2 separate regions of the Sus scrofa genome follow, and region 1 is linked to region 2. The links are chromatin contacts, called in public promoter capture Hi-C maps. All regions are on one chromosome and are shown on one strand. The core of a region is the stretch at or near the end of the contact, and the rest is flanking DNA. Distances in the headings are between cores, read along the strand shown.

Region 1 (2,891 bases), core at 94-2,593, 330 kb before region 2:
GTAACACATCTATGACACGCAGTTTGTTTCGCCGGCAAACTCAACAGGAGAAAATAAAGTAAATGTCAAGAGAAGACACTAAAGATGCCCACCAACCTCTACCCCCGCCCCCCAGCCAGCCCAACTCAGCGCACAGAGGAATCCAACTAGGAACAACAGAGACGTGGACTGCGCCACACAGAAAAGAAAAACCTTCGCCAACCTCACACACACAGTAGAATAGAGAAGTGAAAACTATACACCTCAGTGCATCAGCAGCTAGAGCTTGCTATTCGGTCTGCAGGAAAAAGACCAGGAGCAGCGAGAGGAGAAAAGACGTCCATGAAACCAAGACCCTACCAGCCCCCGTTTCAGAGGACAAGTCTTGCTGGTTCCAGCCGACCAAGAGTCCGCCGCAGCAAAGCACCCTGACCCTAGCACCTTCCACGCCGCGCCAAGGAACTCGCAGAGGAAAAACCACCCCACTTTCACCTCCCTCCTCGCCAGCTGCAAAAATGGAGGGGGGAGGGGGAGACACCCTACCACGTGGGCAGGATGCAACACACACAGGACAGCAACACGTCCGCACGGAACGGCTGCCTCTGCCCCAGTGCCGGCAAAGGACACGGCGACAGGATGGGTGGGAACGCAGGCCCCCCGCACGGGCCTCCTCACCCCGAAGGGCACCCCAGACACGCAAGGTGCTGGCCGCCTCGCCGCCCGAGAGCCACCCCGAAGCCTGAAGGAAAGAAGCTGCATCGCGCCGGGGGCAGCGACCAGCTCAGGCCACGGGCAGGTCACGGAGAGAAGCCGGCCACTGCCCGCGGGCGCGACGCCCCGGGAGCCCCGTCTGGCGCCCCCGGGCCCCGCCTGGGGGAGGGGCGGGAGGCGCGGCGCGGCCGCCGCTCGGCTGAGGGGCAGCAGCAGCTGAGAAGCGCCGCGGGGGAGGGAGGCACCCAGCCCTCGCCGCCCGCCAGGCCTCGGCCCGGGCCCGGGCCCCCCGCCCCGCCCGCCGCCCGCCCCGCGGCGCGGCCGCTGCTCGGAGAAGCCGGAGGGCGTCCCGCGGAGGGCAGCCCCTGCCTCCGTCCCGGGAGATGCCCCGGCCCCGCCTCCTCACCCGCCGCCCCGGCCCGGCCGCCCCGACGACCGGCGCTCACCTCAGGCTGCGCAGGCCGGGACGGCCCGGCCGAGCCCCCGGCCGCTGCGTGCGTCTCCCACGCCCGGGGAAGGTCCCAGCGGCCCCTGGAGCGAGCGGCCGAGGCCCGGAGCAGCGCCGAGAGCGGCGGCGGCGGCAGCGGGAGCAGCCAACATCCGGGGCCGCGCACCCGGAACTACTTCCCGACCCGCTCCCCCTCCCGCCCCCGCCGCCGCCCCCGCCTCCCGCGACGTCGCTGCGCCACCGGCGCGGCGTCGACGGCGTCACGGCCCTTCACGGTCAAGGCTACGGCGGCGCGCGCGGGATCCCTCCGCTGGGACAAGTAGTGCCCAGCGCGGTTGGGGCCCCGCCTCCGCGCAGCCCGTGTCATCCGGCGGCCGGCAGCTCCGGGTGGCTTGAGCTGTGCGCCCCAGCGTGGCGACCCGGGAGTGAGGGCGGCGGGGGCAGCTCCGAAGTGGAGGACGGCAGGGACCTCCGCCTCGGACCCTGTCCACGGAGTCCTGGGGCCCCGGGCCCGGAAGGACGGCGCCTTGACCTCCCCGCAAAGCCCCTCTACCGCGCCGTAGCGACAGGCCCCTTCGCCTCGCCGAGAGCCCGGCCCCCTAGTCCAGCTCGGCGCCCAGCGGACTCTGCGCGCCCCCACAGAGGCATCTTAGACCTTCAGGCCACCTCTCCTTCTAGAACGTCCCAAGTCCCGGTTCTAGACCCATCTCTGCCGAGGCCTCTCCCGTGCCTAGGCTTGGTTTCCTTCTCCTTAAAACAAGGCAGTTGGAACTCCAAAGGCCTTTCTGATTCTCAGGCAGCTGCCCAGGTTATGGTCCTTGCTATCAAAAGGTGGCGTCTTTAGCAGGGTAGTTGGGCGGCTTGTGAACTTTGGAATTTATTTCTACGTCCATCTTTACTAATTCTTTCTCTAAAGTATCAGCACTGCAAATCTGCCCTGTAATTTCACATTTAGTTACATTCAGAGCACCAAGCATGCTTTTGAACTCACAGTAGGTGCTCAATACTTGGAAACTCAGATAATCTGTTAGATGAATACTAGGTTGATTGAATGAGATGGAAAAGGGAGGCCCGACTGAATTGACTCCGGGAAGGTCCTCTGACGTAGTCCCATAGGGATCAGATAAAGACCTCTGGGAAAGAGCCGAGTACCCAATTGCTTCAGCAAACATTGAACACCTGCCATTTGCCAAGCATTTGTAGGCACCGGGGGTTCAGAGCACTCCTATGTTCTCATGGTACGTAGGACTCCAGCAAGACTCTGAAATTAAGAGATTCATTCACTCATTCATCCAACAAAGGTTTGCCAATCACTACTGAGGTTGTCAGACACTATTTTAGTGTTTGGGTTGGATCGGTGAATAGAAGCGGGGCATTGGTGGGAGGGAATATCCTTCTTATTGGAGCTGCCATCTAAGTATGGAAAGAAAGATGATAAATGTCACAGGAAACTAATCTGGTATGATGGGAAGCGTTTAGTGCCTTCCGGGAAAAAAAAGACCAAGGTAAGAGGTATGAGGAAAACTGGAGGAGGGAGCAGAGGGGGCAGGACCTTTTTTTTTTTTTTAACATCAACCATTTCTTTATCAATAAAATGTTTGTTTACTTCCTTTGAAGTACATGTTAAATGCTGGGGCTTCAGTGGAGAATAAGCCAAGGTTCTGACCTGATGGATGCCCCAACTAGTGGAGACCACATGCCCGGTGCTGTCACATGTCAGGTTCCTAAAACAGGACTCCTATGTTCCTTTTTG
Region 2 (2,791 bases), core at 154-2,653:
AAATGAATTAATAAACGCCACGTACGTAGCAGCGCTTGGAAACAGGCACTGGCTATCATCATCGTCACGCAATCAGAAGCGCTCCACATCCACGCATACACTCGGACTTAAAACCCTGCAGGCCGGAATTCCTAAAAATGCTAATTTTCTTTGGAAACCTGACAAACCGGCCAGAGGGTCCCCCACAGGGAGGGGCCTGACAGCCCCTACTGGCGACGTGGCAACCTCAGGTCCTGAAAGAAAGCTCCGCACTCGGGCAGCAGGAAAAGCATCACTGAAAAGCGAACCGGAAGGAAGATGTTGTAGAAAGGTCCTCGCTTCTCACTCGGGAACTTACAATGAAATCAGGATCAGAGACCCAAGCTGCCGCTGTAGTTCCCTCTCAGGGCCTGTTAGGGAACCCAAGGCCAAGTTTTGGTCGGTCTGTGCCTTCACCTCAGGGTGGACCTTTGGGGTCACCATCAGCCTACGCGGACCGGCCGAGGCTGGTCTCCTGCGAGGGTCCCAGCTCTCCCAGGGTCCTAGGAGAGCTTCCCGGCCAGGAGGCCACGGTCCCTCTCCGCGGACACTTCCCCCCACCCCCCATTCTCCCTGGCCCGCCACGCCCGGAAGGACCCCGGCCTCCCCGGGCCCGGCCGGGTCTGCACCTTGAAGTAGGCGACCTGCAGGTAGTTGTACGGGCTCCGCTTGCGGAACTCCAACTCCAGCTCCTCGCTGAGCGAGTGCGCCGCCGACGGCCCCAGGCAGCGCCGCAGACAAGCCGCGCGGCGCAGCAAGCCCCCGAAGAAGCGCAGGTCCCGCAGGGCGGCGGCGCCCGAGGCCTGCGCCAGGCTTGGGGGAGAGTCCGGCTCCAGCTCCCACGGGAGGTCGGCGGCACACTGGGTGCGGCAGCGCAGGCGGAGGGCGCGCAGGGCGGCCCGCGAGCGCAGCGCCCGCTCCATGCTCAGCACCACCCCGGCCCAGTCCCCGCGCGCATAGGCCGCGGTGCCCTCCGCGAAGAGCAGATCCGGCGCCGTCATGTCCCATCCCGCCTCGGATTCGGCCTCTGCTCGGGAGGCAGCGGCGGCGACAACCCACAACATGGTCAGCAGCCTCAACGCGCGTGCCGCCATTGCGGCCTCGGACCTAACGGGACCGCGGGTCACCCTCCGGGGAGGCCGGAGTCCCACCCCCGGGAAGCCCCGCCCCGCCCCGCCCCGCGGGAGGCCCCGCCCCGCCCCGCGGGAGGCCCCGCCCCGCGGGAGGCCCCGCCCCGCGGGAAGCCCCGCCTCCCCACCCTGCAGCTCACACCCCGGAGGCTTGCACCGCGGCCTTCGCCTTCCCCGAGCCTGGACCCTGCCCCTCTGCGGGCCTCGGTGAGTCCGCAGGAGCCCCGCCCCCGAGCGCCCGGCGGCCGTGACGCCCAGGGGCCGGGACGCGGGAGCTCCGCCCACGGGCCTTTCTGCGCAGGCTCCGCAGCCCTGCGCCGCCGGGGCCGGAGGCTGGGACCTGGCGCTGCCATGGAAGACGCTGCGACGCCCCGGCCGACTCCGGGGGTCACGGAAAACCGAGGCGTTCAGTCGGCGGCAGGTCGGGGAGGTAGGCGGGGCGGGAGTCGGAAGGGGCAAAGAAGCCCGCCCGGAGCAGCGAGTCTGCCCGGCCCCGCGGGAGGCCGAGGGCGGGCGCTCACGGCCTGTGTTCCTGGGTGTGTGTCGCAGGAGCCCTGGTGGAGCTCAGCCCGACCCCCGGCGGCCTGGCCCTGGTGAGCCCTTACCACACCCACCGGGCCGGGGACCCCTTAGACCTCGTGGCGCTCGCGGAGCAGGTGCAGAAGGTGAGGAGGCGCGGCCGGGGACGTCAAGGACCATCTTCGGGCTCGCTTGGCCCCCCCAAGCCAAACTGTGGGGTAGCATTTGTCCTTATCTCCGTTCTGCACGCGGGGAAAACTGATGGTCATTGCGAGTCGGTGGCCTGACTCGAACTCTGACCTCCTGAGACCGAAGACCCCTTCCGCGGCGTCTTGAGGGCCCGTTATCTCCCTCGATGGGAAGGTTTGCAGAGCACCCCGATACTCACGATTTCATCTGGGTCTTTTATGGAGAACATCTGTGTGTCCGTTTCATCTGATCACTTGTTGGGAGGGATGCCTGCCACCGACTTTCATTGGCCATAAGGTGCTTCCTTGTCTTTGGAACAAAATGCACATACATATTTCATGGCCTATAAAGCCTTGCACCGGAGTTCCCGTTGTGGCTCAGTGGTTAACGAATCCGACTAGGAACCATGAGGGTGCAGGTTCAATCCCTGGCCTTGCTCAGTGGATTAAGGATCCCGCATTGCCCTGAGCTGAGGTGTAGGTTGCAGCCGAGGTTCAGATCCCGCTTTGCTGTGGCCCTGGCGTAGGCCAGCAGCTACAGCTCAGATTTGACCCCTAGCCTGGGAATCTCCATATGCTGTGGGTGCCACCCTAAACAGACAAACAGAAAACCTGGTTATTGATTCAATTCTTGGAAACTTTTAAATGTATTTGGAACAATTTGAGTATGCGAATCAACTCAACTGTAAATTTTATGGTCTCAATACAGATCAAGTTTTTCCAATGAAAATTTAGCATTCAAATTGATAGATGCTGTGAATATGAAATATACACTTCATATGAAATGTAAAATATCTCTCTAACAATTTTTATATTGATTACATGATGAAATGATGTTTTTTGATATATTGGGTAAATATATTATTAGGATTGATTTTACTTAATTTTTACTTTTAACATGTTCACTAGAAAATTTAAAATTACAGATGCAACTTG

Evidence for each region. Promoter capture Hi-C pulls out the DNA fragments that hold promoters and counts their contacts.
Region 1: a promoter capture Hi-C map of liver shows a contact between it and region 2, with 2.5 times the contacts expected there. The contact joins the promoter of FOXJ3 here to the promoter of C6H1orf50 in region 2. A contact is called at or near these places in 1 of 5 promoter capture datasets (liver), 2 of 47 Hi-C or Micro-C datasets (embryonic fibroblasts and epiblast stem cells) and 2 of 2 datasets of contacts at active chromatin or transcription factors (alveolar macrophages and skeletal muscle).

What each region holds. Positions count from the first base shown.
Region 1 is chr6:168,992,884-168,995,774 of Sscrofa11.1, reverse strand. FOXJ3 (forkhead box protein J3) reads right to left here and starts at 1,343. Exons shown (of 13, transcript XM_021096929.1): 1 at 1,137-1,343.
Region 2 is chr6:168,666,691-168,669,481 of Sscrofa11.1, reverse strand. It overlaps C6H1orf50, which reads left to right and starts at 1,403. Exons shown (of 5, transcript XM_003356499.5): 1 at 1,403-1,578; 2 at 1,698-1,813. The coding sequence starts at 1,500. It overlaps P3H1 (prolyl 3-hydroxylase 1), which reads right to left and starts at 1,207. Exons shown (of 15, transcript XM_021096910.1): 1 at 648-1,207. The coding sequence starts at 1,112.